Regions from separate parts of the Macaca mulatta genome. Here region 2 is linked to region 1. The links are chromatin contacts, called in public Hi-C maps. All regions are on one chromosome and are shown on one strand. The core of a region is the stretch at or near the end of the contact, and the rest is flanking DNA. Distances in the headings are between cores, read along the strand shown.

What was found. A called contact is a pair of places that touch in the nucleus more often than the background predicts.
Region 2: a contact with region 1 is called in a Hi-C map of liver, with 3 times the contacts expected there. The contact joins the promoter of GTF2I here to the promoter of GTF2IRD1 in region 1. A contact is called at or near these places in 2 of 14 Hi-C or Micro-C datasets (cortical neurons and liver).

What each region holds. Positions count from the first base shown.
Region 1 is chr3:51,965,327-51,969,312 of T2T-MMU8v2.0, reverse strand. It overlaps GTF2IRD1 (GTF2I repeat domain containing 1), which reads right to left and starts at 2,630. Exons shown (of 27, transcript NM_001265985.2): 1 at 2,488-2,630. All of the region lies in intron 12 of CLIP2 (CAP-Gly domain containing linker protein 2), which reads right to left. LOC144339817 (a long non-coding RNA gene) reads left to right here. Exons shown (of 2, transcript XR_013415223.1): 2 at 262-2,268.
Region 2 is chr3:52,156,979-52,160,994 of T2T-MMU8v2.0, reverse strand. It overlaps GTF2I (general transcription factor IIi), which reads right to left and starts at 2,616. Exons shown (of 33, transcript NM_001257365.1): 1 at 2,260-2,616.

The DNA.
Region 1 (3,986 bases), core at 1,381-3,880:
TTTCTTTCTTTCTTCTTTTTTTTTTTGAGATGGAGTCTTGCTCTGTTGCCCAGGCTGGAGTGCAGTTGCGTGGTCTTGGGGTCCCGAGCAGCTGGGATTACAGGTGCCTGCCACCATGCCCAGCTATTTTTTTGTATTTTTAGTAGAGATGGGGTTTCACCATGTTGGCCAGGCTGGTCTCAAACTCCTGACTTCGTGATCCACCCACCTCGGCCTCCCAAAGTGCTGGGATTACAGGCGTGAGCCACTGTGTCCGGCCAGACTACAGAATTCATGAATGGGCTGAGGAAGCAGTGAGTGGTCAAAGAGAGACTGGACCCCGAATGAGAATCATCTGAGAGCTGCAGTCTGTGGTTCCAAGGTCATGCTTAGGACGTGAATGTCCCAAGCCATCACCCACCATCCACAAGACCCCAGGTCCAACAAGCAAGCTGTCACCAAACTGTGGATGGCCTGGCCTCTGGAGTCAAGCAGGCTGCAGAAACAGCTACCTCCAAGACCCCTAGATTACAGCTGCCACTCAGACTATTGCCAAACACCAAGCGCTGACGACTACCACCTCATCAGAAGGCTAGCCGGGCTCCCGGGAGGCTGCCTTCAACGAACAGATAAAAATTATTTGTGATTAGCATATTGCAAATAAATGACCCTTCTCCCAGCATCGAGAGAACAGTCCTTTTAAGTAGGTTTAGCGTGTCCCCTACAAAGCTGTCTTCAAGACCCAGTTTTACAACCATCGGCCCTAAGTTCTCGAACATTTTAAGAGTGCAGGCTCTGAGTGGCTGCGGAGTTTCAACCCTTCCTTCCTAGTTTCCTCTGTGGGGTCCTGTGGGACCCTCTGAGTCAGAACTGCTGATTTCTAGGTCACCTCAGAGCAGGCTGTGGAAGAATGAGGTGTGGACTTGAGCCTCCCACACCCCAGAGGCAGGATGGGGGTTCCGATACCCTGTCACCTTGGGGCCAAGCCTGTCCCTTGGTCCGCAGGTGCCTGCTCAGAAGAGGTCAGAGTCTATCTCACACCCTCCTGGGCCCCAAATAGGGCGGTTCATGATGGCCACCTAACTACCTTATACCTAACCCCTCCCTGCCAGCAGCCACCAGCCTCCAGCCACCTCCTCCTGCTTAGAATAAATAATCGATGCTGGTGCCTTTCCCCTCTGGAATGACACTGCTGAAATAAATGAGCTGCTTGGGGCACCTTCCAAGCCCCAAGGCCCCAGGCCAGTGCCAAGGAGTCAACAGTCCTGGCCACGGGGCAGCCAGACACACAGAGGCCGACCATAGCAGCGGCAGGCCAGGGGAGCTTCTAGACACCCCTCTCCTCTTCTAAGAGAAACCCTTGCAAATGCCCACTCCTCCAAAAACTGTGGGGGCCTGCCCTCCACTCCCACCCGCCAGGCCCAGGGCCATCCCCGGGGTACCCCTTGGCACATTCCCCATCCAAGAGCCAGTACTCCCCCACGGGCCCTGCAGCGAGACCCCTATGTCCCAGCACCCTCGCTTCAGCTGGGATGGGGACACAGGAGACTCCCACCGCAGGACCTTGGTCCTGGGAGGCAGGGTCACTAGGCCAGACGCCAGAGCTCCATCCCCCTCCAGCACTGCCAGGAGGGTGGAACTCTCTCAGCGGCACAGCGTCCCCCTTCCCTGGGCCCAGGCCAGGCGGGGCAGGGTCTCACTCTCTGGCTGCTGGCCAGGGGTGCAGAGCCCAGGAGACGTGTCAAGCCCACCATGCCCAGGGTACTTAGGTTGGGGCGGGTGGGTGTTCAGCACCCTGTGGCCCCTCCTCTGTCCTCTCCACCCATCTGCAGGAACTCAGAGACCACCCACAGACCGAGTACCCCCAACTTACTCCTCTGAACCCTTTGTGCTCCCCCCCACTGCCACCTTCTGAGTCCCCTCCACCCGGGGTTCAGCGGCCACCACCACACAGGCCAGCTCCCTCCCCGGGGCGGCGAGGGGGGGTCCACAACAGGAACCACCCTGCTGGGGCAATCCTGGCTGGGCTAGACTCCGCCTGGGAGTTGGGGGCGCGGGCCAGGGGCTGGCCCAGCCCGGGAAAAGGTGGAGGGGGGTGAAAGGCGGGGACCGCGGCCTTCCCAGCCCCCTCTGCTCCCACCCCGGCGCCCGCCACCGCGGGCAGCGCGACTGACCTCATTCGCCAACTGCAGCAGCCTGCGGGCGCCGGCCCGGGACGCCCCCCACCTCCAGAAGGGCCGGTGGCAAGGAGGGAGGGGGTGACAGCTCCCAGCTCCTGGCCCCTCCCGGGCAGGTGGGGGGCGGCCGTCCCGCCCCTCCCCCGGGCCCGAATTATAATCCCAGTCACGTGCCTCCCCGGGCACCCAAAAGCCGGCCCCAGCTCCTGTAACACCTTGAGAGGGGGAGGGGCGGGGCCCCCCCCGGAGGAGGCGGAGGGGATCGGGGGCGGGGGTGAGGGGGAAGGGGAGAAAGGCCTCGGCGCCCGCCCCCCGCAAAAGTTTCTCCTACCTTGGAGGATCCCCAAGCGCTCCTGCCAGCGGCGCCCCGGCCCCGGCCCGCGGCCAGGACTCAGCCTCCTGCCGCTGCCTCCTTAATTAATCCGGGAGAATGGGGGAAGGAGAGGCAGAGGGAGGCGAGGACGGCGGCGCGGCGAGGGCGGGGAGGGAGGCGCGGGGAGGGGGCGCGGGGGGGGATCGGCCGGCCGGGGGGCTGGCGCTTGGCGGCCCCCACCCCCGGCGCGGGCTGCGGCGGAGGGCGGGGCGGCGCGGGGAGCGGAGCGGAGAGCGGGAGCGCGGGGAGGCTCTTTGTTCTGTAATCCCAGTAAGATTGCCAGCCATTCGCCCCGGCCCTAATCCCAGCCCCGCGCAACACCACCCTCCATTGGCTGCCATTTACATACGGGATTAGCCCGCCCCGCGCCCCGCGCCCCGCGCCCCTGCGTCTCCCCCTTGCTACCCCGCGCCCCTGCGTCCCGGGGATCTGGGCACCGCGGTGGGAAGAGTGCGCCGCACCCCTCGGCCCCGGACCTGCGGGGAGGGGCGGTGGCGCCCTCGGTCCCCCCCCCAGCCCCAGATTAGAAAAGCCTGGGCGCGCCCCCGCCTACCCCCACCGCCCCCCACCACCACTGGGAGAGCAGCGGGGCGCAGGGGGCTGGGGCTGGAGAGTCAAGGTCACCCAGCTGGAACGTGCGGAGGCCCTGAGTGTCCTGGCCGGTCACTCCCGCCTGGCCCGGGTTCTAGTCCTAAGGCTTGGGCCAGGTACCTCTTACAGCCTTTGTCCCCCTCCCGCCCCTGAGATGTGCAGGAAGGCAGTGACATGCCGAAAGTCGCAGCAGAGCCAACTGGACTCTTGGTCCCATCTTGTCTGATGGGACCTTCCTCTGAGAGGCTCTTACCCCTGTCCACCGCCCCCCCCGCCCCGTCCCCCGCCCGCCCCGCTCTCACCAACGACACACACACCACAGCAGCGCTGCTACTGAATCAGAGCGCACGCCTCCCAACCGGCCCCAAAGCCATAAATCCTAATTCAGCACAAGGAACACAGTCCTTCCCCCCATGTGGTGCCCTGAGCCCTGAACTAGGCCTTGGCTAGGCTGGGCATGGCAGGGAGGGAGGGACTCACCCCAGGCAGGCCCCAACCCCAGGGAGCTTCTGGCTTAGAAGGACAGCCAAACATAGATCGAGAATCTCCCAGGTCCAGGCAAAACCCACAAGGTCTCCCCACAGCCTCCTGGCCAAACTGCCTTTGCAAAGATTATGACAGTGAAAGAAGTTTAGGGTGGCTGACTCCATCTTGCTTCCAGCCTCACGGGCTGGCTGTCCTCACTCATTCCGGAGCATAGGCCAAGCTAACCAGGGGAGGAATTTAGTTTATAGTTCAACTTTGAAGCAAAAATGATAATAGTTACTCCTTAAACCTAACCTGCTCTTTACTCGAGACCAAAGCCCCCTTTGTAAAACTAACTAAAGGCCATGAGATTAGGATTATGGGAGGGGCCTGCGTGCTGC
Region 2 (4,016 bases), core at 1,367-3,866, 190 kb before region 1:
ATCGCTTGAACCCGGGAGGCGGAGGTTGCAGTGAGCCAAGATCGCGCCACTGCACTCCAGACTGGGGGACAGAGCGAAACTCTAACAACAACAAAAAAACAAAAGAGAGAGAGAGAGAAAAGACCTTAAGGAAGCGGCTGCATATGAGCAAGATTGATTTCCATAGCCTGAAAAACGTCATTCCAGCCAAAAGGCCAAGATCCCAAGAAGCAGGAGAAACGAAAGCCAAGGCAGCAGCCCCCGAAAAATCCTGTAGCAGGAAATAAAATCGGTCATCCCACACCATAGGCCTCAGCCTGGGGAGAAGACCCCGCCTCCGCAGGGCACTCTACCTGCACATTCTCATTTGCAAACTAACTTCCCCTTTTGTTCCCTGAAGGACTGGAGACTTCTCCTCTGCACTGTTGGCTGATCAAGCCATTGTCTGCGGCAAAGTTGAATTTAAAAGAGATGAGGCCCAGCGTGGTGGCTCAAGCCTGTACTCCCACCACTTTGGGAGGCTAAGTGGGAGGATCACCAGAAGCCAGGAGTTCCCAACCAGCCTAGGCAACACAAGAAGATCCCATCTCTAAAGAAATATTAAAAATTAGCCAGGCGTGACCCAGGGCGGTGGCTCATGCCTGTAATCCCAGTTCTTTGGTGGCAGGCCGAGGGGGGCCGACTGCTTTGAGCTCAGGAGTTTGAGCCCAGCCTGGCCAACATGGTGAAACTCCATCTCTACTAAAAATACAAAAATTATCCCGGCGTGGCGGCGCACGCCTGTAATCCCAGCTACTTAGGAGGCTGAGGCAGGAGAATGGCTTGAACCGGGGAGGCAGAGGTTGCAATGAGCCAAGATCATGCCACTGCACTTCAGTCTGGGCCACAGAGCAAGACTCCATCTCAAAAAATAAAAATAAAAAAATAGAAAATAAAAATCAGCCGGACATGATGGCATGTGCCTGTAGTCCCAGCCACTGGGGAGGCTGAGGCAGGAGGATCGCTGGAGCTCAGGTGTTGAAGGCTGCAATGAGCTATGATTGTGCCACTGCGCGCTTCAGCCGCGGCAACACAGAGAGACCCTGTTTCTAAAAAAAAAAAAGAAAACTAAGCTGAACGCGATGGCTCACACCTGTAATCCTAGCACTTTGGGAGGCCAAGGTGGGAGGATCGCTTGAGCCTAGGAGTTCAGAAGGACCAGCCTGGGCAACATAGTGAGAACGCGTCTCCACAAATAATTTAATTTTTTTTTTTTTTTAAAAGGAGGAGGTCAGTAGTCGGCAAGAGCTGCGCATCCGCAAGAGTGGACACTACTCCAACAGCACCCCACCTCTGAACATCCCCAGCCGCAAATCAGTGCAAATCCATAACCTAGGGAGGACAAAATTCGCTACACGAAAAGGCAAAAGTTGGATTAAGAAAAAGTGGAGGAGCCAGGGAGCGGCAAGAAGACAGCTTTTTCCATTTCATTTTCCTTCTTCCTCTGCACTCCCGTCGTCTGGGTGCTGGCCGAACCCAGACGGCTTAATTTTCATGGCCTAAGGCTGAGGTTTTCCTTCCGGTCATTGTGTTTATTTCCCCCAAAGAACAGGCCCCGCGGGGCAGGCGCGCCGAGCCGGCCCGGGACAAAGCCCACTGCGGGCTCCACCTGGGAGCGGGGCGGGGCGGGGAACTGCGCTCCCGCTCCCCCGCCCGCCGCAGTTACCAGGCAACGCGCGGCCCCGCCCCCGCGCCGGTCGGCCAATCCCGCGCGTCTGCTGCCCCGGCGCAGGAGCCCCAGATACACCAGGCGAGCGCGACCCCACGGCGGCTCGGGCCTGGCACCGCGCGCGCCCCCGCACCGCCTAGCCGGCCAATCAGCGCGGCGGGGCATGCGCAGCCAGCGGGGCCGCTCGCTGGCTCGTGCGCGGGACCGCACGCGCGAGGCGCCCCCCCACCCCACGCCGGTTGGCGCGCGCGCCCCTCCCCCACGCGCACCGAGGCGCGCGCGTGCCACTGTCGTCCCCCGCGACCGCGTCCGTGCCGCCCCACCCCCATCGCCTGGTTTCGGCCACTGCCAAGGCCGGCGGGGCTGGAGACCCGGCGAGGCGGTGGGGGTGGGGGTAGGGGGAGGCGGCACGGGTGCCCCCCAAGGCCCCACACCGCGCGCGGCGTGCCGCGGCTCCCAGGCCCCTGTCCCTGCAGCCCCTGGCGGGGCAAAGTCTCCAATAAAGGCCCCCGCTCGCAATGGCCCCCCGAGGCGGGGGCAGGGGGCACGGGGATGAGGCGAGAGGGACTCACCCGAGTGCGGCCGCCTCCAGGCAGCGCCGGGGCCGGGGGTGCCGAGGGGAGGCGAGTGTGGGCCGCGCGCGCGCTGCGGCCGCAGCGGAGCAGCCTCGGCTGAGGGGAGCTGGCGAGCGGGAGGGAGGCGAGAGGGGGCGAGGGGCCCGTGCGTGTCGGCCGCGCTCCTGTCACCGCCGCATGGCCGCCCCGCAGGCAGGGCCTCGCTCGGCGCCTTGATCCGATCACTGGGGGACAGAGGCAGAGGCCGGGGTGACCGCGGCAGGCGGGCGGCCGCGGCTGGAGAGCGCGTGCGGGGAAGCGGGGGGGCGACCGGTGGCCCCTTTTCTCTGCTCTCCCAGCTTCTCTCTCACCCTCCTCCTCCTCCTCCTTTTTTTTTTCTTTTTTTCTTTTCTTTTTTTTTGTTCCTCGAAGGCGCGTTGCGCGTGCGCACCCGCAGCGCCGCCCAGCGGGAGTTGTAGTTTGGGATGCGTTCCCCATCAACGCGGCAGCAGGGACAGGGGACTACAACTCCCAGGAAGCACCGCTCCGGCGAGCCCCGAACCCGAGGACGAGGCAAGCGCGGCGCCCGGCCCTCTCCAGCAAGGGCTGTCAATGGAGGCGAGGGTGGTGGGAGCGAGAACATGGCTGCACCTGGGGCCTGCGCGGCCGCCCGGGTGGGGGAGGGGAGCCGGGGTGCAGAAACGGAAATCTGGACGGGTGGTGGCTCCGGCCTCGTCCCCACCGCGCGCCAGCCGCCGTCCAAGTCCCCCACTTGCTCTTGCACCCCACATTCCTTGCAAATTGCCAGACCGGGACGCTGCAAAAGCCGGGGAGCCCCGGGCCGGCCCGTCGCCCTCCGTGCTCTGCCAAGGGGAGTCCTCCCGCCCTGCACCACCCTCCGGGACACAAAGAACTCCTCTCTAGTGTTTTCCAAGCTGTCCTCCAAAGAAACCGTTGCCCCCAAGTTTGGACAGGCGAGAGGGGAGGAGACCTTGTGTTTTAATTCCTCCCCCAGACCCTCCGCCTCTGTTCTCCCTTAGGATTTGGAAGGAAACTTGCAAGGGAGTGGGAGCAGAAATCCAGACTCGTAGCTCCTGTTTTGTTCTGTCAACCGCGATGCGATTTAACTCAAACTCCTCCCCCTACCATTATTTTTTGCTTCTCAACTTGAGTTAGCTGGTGGGTTTTGAAAATGGTGAGACACTACGGTTCACCTAAGTTAAACTCCAAAACTTTACAACCCCGAGGCCGACGATTTTTAGATGTTTATGTAAAGCACGAGATTCAGTGGTTTTTCTGATCCCCCCACCCAGTACCACCCACTGGGGATTCGGGCCACGACAGTCATCCTCCCCCGACCCGCCGCTTCTCGGTAGGTGGCGACCACGACGCTTTTTCCAGCCTCCAAGTCTTTGTCGCTAGCGAGAAAACTTTCCGAGCAGCCAGTCTTTTGATGTGGGTCCAAAAAACCTTTCCTTTGAATCTGGGTTCTCCGATTGGCATTCCCCATCGTCTCTCTTGCACAGACCGCACCCAATAAAGCCTCCTCTAGAATTTTCGTGTTGGAGTTTTTAAAAAAATACATGGAGAGCGTAAAGCTCACCGGAGAAGCAGACAGCCTGAATTTTTGCGATTTCCCCGACAATGTCTAGGATCCCTTCGGTCCTTGCCTAAAAAGATTGTGACTCTCCTTTGTCGATTGTCTCGAAAGCCATTCATTAAGTTTGCCCAAGAGCAACTTTCTTTTTGCACTTGTATTTCATTGACATTTAGGA